2 separate regions of the Sus scrofa genome follow, and region 2 is linked to region 1. The links are chromatin contacts, called in public HiChIP or PLAC-seq maps. All regions are on one chromosome and are shown on one strand. Each heading gives the region's core, a stretch centred on a gene start, on an enhancer-like site or on the middle of the called end of the contact. The rest is flanking DNA. Distances are from core to core; before and after follow the strand shown.

Region 1 (4,326 bases), core at 672-3,171:
ATCTGGAGGTTCCCAGGCTAGGGGTCTAGTCAGAGCCGTTGTTGCCAGCCTACACCACAGCCACAGCAATGCCAGATCCTTAACCCACTGAGCGAGGCCAGGGATCGAACCCGCAACTTCACGGTTCCTAGTCGGATTGGTTTCTGCTGCGCCATGACAGGAACTCCGACTGTATACTTCTTAGGGTCACAGGTGGATGCCAAGGAGAATGGATAGTCAAGTCCCCTGTGGGTAAAACCGCCTCTCAGAGAGACTTCTCCACTGTGAAGGGAGAAAGGGAGCCTCCTGACCGCTCTGCCTTGTGCGGAAATTGAGCTAAAGAAGAAAATATGCAGTGGTTTGGACAGTGAAGTTGCATGTCGTTATAACCCCACCAGGCTGTGCCCCATCTGGATTGATGGGTGCCCCTGGAACTAGAAGGGACTTGCCGAATTGGAGTTCCCAGGAGCAGTAAAGACATGCACCTCTGCATTCCCTCCAGAAGCCAGTGCAAGTCCTGGGAGTAATCGTTGCAAAGGACCAGAAGAAAGGGAAGTGGGCTCCTGAGAGGGGGTTCCCCGTCTCATGCCTTCTGTTCTTATCTCTGTGCCAGGCTCCACGTGGCCCGTGTGTTTCCTCCTTTCTGTGACTACAGGGGGCAGGGCCCAAACCTCGTCAACCCCTGGTGTCCAGCCTGTGCGTCCGAGCTGAAATCGCCAGTGGTGGCTTTGGCTGCCATCCTGACCGTGGCAAAGCCCTGAAAGGTCAGCTGCCGTTGACGTGATGGATAATGGGGCCCTGTGGAATCTTCATCCCAAAGCCCAGGATTTCCGTCTCTTGCAGACGGTACTCATCAGCCCAGACAGCGCCCAGCCCCAGAGTACCGCTGGAATGCTGAATCTGGATCAGCCAGGATGATGGCTCTGGAGTAGCTCTCTTGAAAGGGATCGAATCTAGAGTCTCCTGGTATCTGGGCACTTTAGAGATTAGACTCCAAGAGCACTCCCCACACAAGCACATCTGCCCAGCCTTTTCTTATCCAAATTCTAGCTCTGCTGGTGGGAGTCAATTGCATTGATCCAAGAAGAGAGAACTTGAGCAGAGAGACTTACTCTCTTTTATCCAAATCTTGTGGTCCAGACTCAGCCCCCAGAAGAACAATCCAGGTTTGCTGCATTTGGAGTTCCCCTTGTGGCTCAAGGGAAACGAATCCATCTAGTAACCATGAGGTTGTGGATTCGATCCCTGGCCTCGCACAGTGCATTAAGGATCTGGTGTTGCCGTGAACTGTGGTGTAAGTCATAGCCACGGCTCAGATCCTGTGTTGCTATGGCTGTGGTGTAGGCCAGCAGCTGAAGCTCGGATTCGACCCCTAGCCTAGGAACTTCCGTGTGCCTAGGGTTCAGCCCTAAAAAGCAAAAAAAAAAAAAAAAAAAAAAAAAAAAAGCTGCATTCTTCACTCAGAAACTGAACCTGATTAAGGCCCTAAGCTTCTGATTCAGGGAGGGGGCAAGGAATCCTGAAACTCGGGGGTGGGTGGGGAGACAAGGCCTTCCTCTCGTTGTCTCTGTTCCCCCCTGCGTCACTAAGGTCCTGTGGCATCCATCCAACCAGGAGGTGGGTCCAGGGAAGGACCTGGAGTCCTAGCATCCCAGTCCCCAGCCCAGAGGTCCCCTCCTGCCATGTTCGTATTCACCCAGGGAAAGCCGAAAAGCAAACATGGCCAGCAGGATGCTGCCCCACCAGCCTCCGCTGTGCAGACAGACCGATGGACAGGATACGGCGGTCAGAGACCCAGCCCTGACCGTCCCGTGGTTTTCTGACCAAATGTTTTCCAGAAAGTTCATCCACATGGCTTTAGTTCCTCCTTCCTTGAGGGGCGGTTACCAGAGAGGACTCTTCCTCCCACACACATGCCCCCTTGAACATGAGGGTGGAGAGGGACTCTGAGCACTGTAGGAACTGGACATCAGTGATGACTTAATGGTGGCTCATGTGGTCGGTGGGACCTTAAGCAAGTCACTTCCTTTAAAGAAATTGGAACTTGGATGGATGTGACTGTGAATTTTCTTTTTTTTCTCTTTTGCTTTGTTCAATCTCTGCATATGTATCAGGTGTCTATTAAGGACCTGGGTCTGTGCCAAATATTCGAGATAGGCAAATTAATAGAGGGCCCACATTAATGAGGAAGACATACCTCCAGGTGTCCCCAAAATTACGTGATTGCAGGGCATGATCCATAACTTCTGGTGACGCTGGATTCTCTTTTTTTTTTTACACCTCAGCCTCGAAAGATCCGTAGTTCATCTCAAGGGAAAGTCTATTTCTCATTCAGGTAACATTTCGGAATGGGTGCTCGCACACCGGCAGCTGGAGCTCCTCCACGGGGTGACTAATGTTCCCAGGATTCTTCCACCTTTTTGGCTTTGGCATCACCTAAGACCTTGGCGGACTTACTCTGCTACCAAAGTGGGGAAGGAGAAAGAGTGAAAATGGCACACTCACTTCTTTTAGAGAAGAATTCCGACGTGGCATCTATCCTGTCTGCTCTGGTTTAGCCGAGGAAGATTAGTCATGGGTCCACAGCTGGGTGCAAGATAGACTGGGTCTAGCGCCCGGTGGGACAGTGTCCTCCCGTGAGGACACCACATCATATAAAAGAAGCCATGAAAGTTGGGTGCACAGTAGGCCATGGCTGCTCCCATGGGAGATGCGCTAGGGGAAAAGAGGGCCGTGATTCCGGGTAAAAGGAGGCATGACCTTGAGTCCAGACCTCAGGGCAGGCTCGCCTGATGATGCTGAGACTCCGTGGGAGGGTGAGTGAGGATTGATGAAGTGTCCACACGGGAAAGCAGAGGAGACAGCTTTCAAGAAAACCTCGAGTCAGGAAATAATTTTGCCAATTCTAAGGAGTCGAGATGATCCCGACAGCGTGGAGACGGGAAAGCATTGAGGAGACGCTTCAATAGGGACTGAATGTGTAGGGCTTTGTAAAAGGCTCTGTAAAGATTTGGGATTTTATCTTTAGGAGAACGGGAAAGGTTTTGCACATAAGCCTGGCAAAATCAGATTTTTTTTTTTTGTCTACATTGTATTTATATGACCACTTCCTCCAGACGGAATCAGAGGAGGCCTAAAAATAACAGCTAGGAGTTCCCATCCTGGCACAGCAAACTGAATCCGACTAGGAACCATGAGGTTGCAGGTTGGATCCCTGGCCTCTCTCAGAGGGTTGATGATCCGGCATTGCTGTGAGCTGTGGTGTAGGTCGCAGTGGCAACAGCCCCAATTCAACCCCTAGCCTGGGAAGCTCCATATGCCACAGGTGTGGCCCTAAAGAGCAAAAATAAAAAAATAAAAAATAAAAGCATAACAGGTAATACTTGCTGAGCACCTGTTAAATGCCAGTCACTGCTCCGAGTCCTCCATCAGGGAGTTTGCTTAGTTCATTCAAGACTCTGTCAAGGGGTTTCCTTTATTAGGTCCATTTTACAGATGAGGACACTGAGGCAGGTTAACTAATTAGCCCTGGGCATCAAGTAAATGGTGGGGGTGGGTCTCAACCAGGGAAGCCCCTATGTTCTCGCTGATCTCTGCTGTGTTATATTTAGCAATAATATATAATATAAAGATACGTCTTTCATTTATTAAAAAAAAACAAAATTCTGTGCCTAGACCCATGAAGGAGCTCTTGCCTTCTAGGACATAGGTGAATTGTGTGGGGGTAGGATGGGGACATTAAGGACTTATTTTTAATTTTTTTAAATTTTTTGTCTTTTGTCCTTTTTAGGGCTGCACCTGCGGCATATGGAGGTTCCCAGGCAGGGGTCCAATCCGAGCCGTAGTCACCGGCCTACGCCAGAGCCACAGCAACGCCAGATCCAAGCCGAGTCTGCGACCGACCTACACCACAGCTCACGGCAACGCCGGATCCTTAACCCACTGAGCAAGGCCAGGGACCGAACCCGCAACCTCATGGTTCCTAGCCGGATTTGCCTCCTCTGCACCACACCGGGAACTCCGAAGGATTTAAATAAATGCATGGAGTCAAGGCTGGGTACTAGGCTGGAAAGAAACGCTGATGACACGTTCAGTTCCCAGAAATGTCGACTAGGTTGTTTTAGATTTAACTTCCCACTGCAAAAAATAAAACGCAACAAACATGGGGGAAAATGAACAAACTAGGAAGAACATCTGTTTGGAAGCCTTGGAGAGTGTCCAAGGCTGACAGAATTTATGGTTCCGAAATGTGAAAAGGGGAAGGAAACCGAGAGAGGGGAATTCATCAGCTGGAAGTAGCTTTACTTTGATGCTCGGCTAATTCTGAGAGCAAAAGCAGCAGAGACG
Region 2 (4,108 bases), core at 749-3,248, 260 kb before region 1:
AACTAGTGAGAATAGGCACCCGTGTCGGAGGCGCCCACGTGAGCCGGGTTCCTTCCACCTCCGCTGCTTGGGATCCCTGGGCCCTTCACCCTGAGGCGGGACTGGGCTTAGGGTGGCAGACGACAGCCACTCCTGTGCTGTGATCCTCAGGCGCACGCTCGCTCTACCCCGTTCTCAACTTTGGTCACAAACTCCATTTGCAAACTTGATCCTGAACCGAATTTCAGCTCAGGGTGCTCCTAGGACATCGCTGGCTGATGAAATGAGCCGATGTCTATGTGATGGGGCTTCTGAGAATGGTAGCACCATCCTGATAAAAGGGGCAGAGAGAGCCGAGTGCTCCTTCCATATTTGTCCCTCTGTCCTGCCTGGCATGCAGACGAGTCCTGCCATCATGACGGTTAAAGCCCCTGCTGAAGGCGGCAGGGCTCCAAGAAGGACTATGGACCCTGTGGGGGTCAGGTTGCTGCACCCGAATCTACTTCGGTGCAGCTTAGATGTGAGGGGATCAAGCCAGCTTCCCTCTATCTGATCCCCCACGTGAACATCCGCCTCTAAAAACGGGAAATTGTCAGCCCAACGTCCAACCACAGGCCTTTTAAATCTGCTGCATTGGGGCCTGAGACAAATCTTGTTGATCACCTAACTTTTTTTCAACTAAGTTTATATTTTTCATGCTAATTAAACATAAACGAAAATCCATTCACGTAACATAAATTTCATGTGAACCTGTTATGTGAACAGTTCAGTGGCCTTTGGTTCATTCACAGTGTTGTGTGACCAGCACCTCTGTCTAGGTCCAGGCGTTTTCATCACCTCAGGAGGAAACCCTTCTCCTCTAAGCAGCTGCTCCCCAGTGTCCCCCCTCTCCATCCGCTGGGAACCACAGTCTGCTTCCTGTCTCTAAGCAGTTCCCTATTCTGGAAGTTTTGCATAAGTGGAGTCTCCCATTTTATGCAAAGGTTAACTCAGAATGGACCAGAGAGCTAAACATAAGGGGAAAAATCACCTAACATTTTAAGGTATTTATGAGCCCACCTCGAGTTTGATGCAGGCTCAAGACAGAGGACATCTTTCTTCCTTCCTGTCTTCCTTCCTTTCTTTCGTCTTTTTGCCATTTCTTGGGCCGCTCCTGCGGCACATGGAGATTCCCAGGCTAGGGGTCCAATCGGAGCTGCGGTCGCCGGCCTACGCCAGAGCCACAGCAACACGGGATCCGAGCCGCGTCTGCATCTGCAGCCTACACCACAGCTCACGGCAACGCCGGATCCTTAACCCACTGAGCAAGGGCAGGGACTGAACCTGCACCTCATGGTTCCTCGTCGGATTGGTTAACCGCTGCGCCACGACGGGAACTCCCATTTTTCTAATTCCCTTCTCTTCTCCGATTAACAGAGCGGCTATGATCCTCCCTTCCCAACTCCTCACCTTCCTCAAAAGGCACAAAAACCCCGCCCTAAACCTCCTCAATATCTCAGATTTTTTTCTCGTTTGCAGAGTCTTTCTTGGCCCTATGATTTCAGGGTTGTTTTCAGATCGCAGGTACTACACACTTCTTCCTTTTTAAAGAAATGATGCGACTGCGCCTTTCCCAGTGCTGTTTATACGCCAATCGGTGTCAGTCATGTAAGTCAGCCTTTTCTGAAAGGGGTCAGTGAGGTCATGGTGTCGAGGGGATCCTTGCACACACGGAGAAGAGAGATCTAGAGGGTGAGGTGAGCGCCAGCTTCCCTCCAGATGTCCAGTGTTAAAGCCAGTACTCTTGCGAGAGCCTGTGACCCCAGTTCCTCTGCTCCCTGATTGAGAGACCACCACCCCAGCACCCCCAGAAATCCCAGGCAAAAATGAAGGTCATTCAGAAGAGCAAAGTCAAGTGATCACGCAGCATCAAGTGTTTAGTTAAGCCGGGAGACGTTCCGTCATAAGTCACAGCCTCCTGTGTCTTCAAGGGTGGTGATTACCACAGCATACCTGTCGGATATGGCAGGAAAGAGTCACACGTGTCACGTGACTGTAATTGCAGCAGTTATCTTTCTCGGAAAGAGTATGTGTTTACCTCCCTCCGCATGTTCAGTCGTTCTGTTTTATCACATTGCGGGGGGAGATTCTCGTCACTCCTCCTGACCTTCCTGTCTTTACTCCGCATGCGTCTTATTGGCGTGAGGACACGTTGAGGAGAAGAATGATTCAGCCCCCTTGTGGATACCTGTCAGAGAAGGACGCGTCCCACTTCCTTTGTATTTAGCAGATGATTTCTCAAGAAGAGCAATTTCAAGAAGAATGGTAGGATAAGAAGCTAGATTGCAGGGACCTGAACATGCCTGAGTTGTCTTAACTTGGAGACCTGCGTGTCGAATGCTACTTCTAGAAACTCCCCTAAAAGAGAGAGACGAGAGATTAGGTACAGTGTTAGGGAAAATGAGAAATTAGAGGGGTTCCCATCATGGCGCAGCGGGAATGAATTTGACTAGGAACCATGACGTTTCGGGTTCCATCCCTGGCCTCGCTCAGTGGGTTAAGGATCCGGCGTTGCCGTGAGCTGTGGTGCAGGTCACAGATGCGGCTCGGATCCCACGTTGCTGTGACTGGTGTAGGCTGGCAGCAACAGCTCCGATTAGACCCCTAGCCTGGGAACCTCCCTATGCCACAGGTGTGACCCTAAAAAGACAAAAAGACCCAAAAAAAAGAGAAAGAAATTAGATACCAGCTTCCTATGGCAACTCATGAATCCATTGACTTTCAAGAGTCTTTTCACCTTTGATACCATGAAATGCTTACATACAAAATAGTGCTATTCTATATTGTGCTCATTTGGGTGAAATTAATCTGGTTTACACTCATATTCCAGCGACTTTAGGGAGCTGAAGTTCGTCAAGAGAAAAAAACCCATTTAAAGTTACGGAAGGCATCATTGTCAGGGTCTGCCCTCCAAGAATAATTGTGTCTTTGCACAAAGAGGAGTTTGAATTGAAACCTCACTAACCTTTCAAAGGTCTGACCTCCAAACATTCAAAGAAAGGGAGGAGGAATTTTTATCATAGCGACTTACCAGTGGAATGAAGAGAGAGACAAAGAAGCAGGCTGCTACTCACTCACCTCCCGCTCCGGGACTTGCGTCCTGGCTGTAAGGGCTGCAAGCCGAGGAAACCTTACATTAAGGAGTTTCTCCTGCTGCCCAAGCTCCGGGATTGGCCCTCGAGACCCAATCCCATTGCAGAGAACTTCCTGCATCCACACGATGATGGATACGTGGGGACCATTTCCTCAGTTTGTGTCCAGTTCTTCTAGACCAGTGGTTCTCAACCTTGGCTGCATGGTGAACACTTCCCTGAGGCTTTATTTCAAAGTATTGATGCCCAGAGAGTCTGATTTTTAGGTCGGGTTGGAGATGCCCGGACATCGGGTTCTTTGAAGATCCCCAGATAAGTGTAATTGCAGCCAGGCTTGAGAACCCCTGCTTAGAACCTTCAGCTGGGGTTAGCTGCCGCCTCCTGGCAAACCAGATACCTTAAAATCCATGCACATGTCACGTTAACTAGGGGACGCATTAAATGCAAGGGGTGCATCTAGACCCTCATGCGTCAGCTTTCCATGGACAGTACTGATTTCTGCAGATGCGTCACTAGACTTCAACATCTCAAACTTTGAAGTTTTCACGTTTTAGAACCGGGATATCGATGCTTACATCTGTCTTGCCCCTCCCCCATCTACCTACTTAAAACTGAAGACTCCAGACCAACACAGCGCACTGAACAGCAAGTCAGATATAAGGTGGTTTAACACGATAAAACAATGTAGTAAGCAGGTAACACAAGCTACATTTGTAATTTAAAATGTCCTAATAGCCGCATTAAACAAGTGCAAAGAACCAGGTAAAATTGATTTTTATAACACATTCAAACCTAATGTATCCAGAATACTGCCTCAAAGGTAGTCCATATAAAAACAATTGAGATATTTTACTTTTAACAGTTGGTAGGTACTAAGGCTTCACAATCTGGCCAGCATCTCTCACTCAGGGTGTGTTTCAGCTTAGACCACCCACATTTCTGGCGTTCAGTAGCCATGTGTTGGGATGTGGGTTTGGTTTAGATCCACGGACAGGAAC

What was found. HiChIP or PLAC-seq counts read pairs in DNA pulled down with a chosen protein or histone mark.
Region 2: a contact with region 1 is called in an H3K27ac HiChIP or PLAC-seq map of alveolar macrophages. The contact joins two enhancer-like sites. A contact is called at or near these places in 5 of 47 Hi-C or Micro-C datasets (blood, embryonic fibroblasts and liver) and 1 of 2 datasets of contacts at active chromatin or transcription factors (alveolar macrophages).

What each region holds. Positions count from the first base shown.
Region 1 is chr6:58,922,501-58,926,826 of Sscrofa11.1, reverse strand. It overlaps LOC106510586 (a long non-coding RNA gene), which reads left to right. Exons shown (of 3, transcript XR_002344799.1): 2 at 593-743; 3 at 2,265-3,197. Among named protein-coding and RNA genes, the nearest start is that of TTYH1, 33 kb to the right of the region's middle. Within about 2 kb of position 1,921, at least 7 of the 83 cell types and tissues checked have an H3K27ac peak or open chromatin away from gene starts, as enhancers often do. A contact at or near this core is called in alveolar macrophages, where this site is marked.
Region 2 is chr6:59,179,336-59,183,443 of Sscrofa11.1, reverse strand. No RefSeq gene overlaps it. Among named protein-coding and RNA genes, the nearest start is that of NLRP2, 10 kb to the left of the region's middle. Within about 2 kb of position 1,998, at least 1 of the 83 cell types and tissues checked has an H3K27ac peak or open chromatin away from gene starts, as enhancers often do. A contact at or near this core is called in alveolar macrophages, where this site is marked.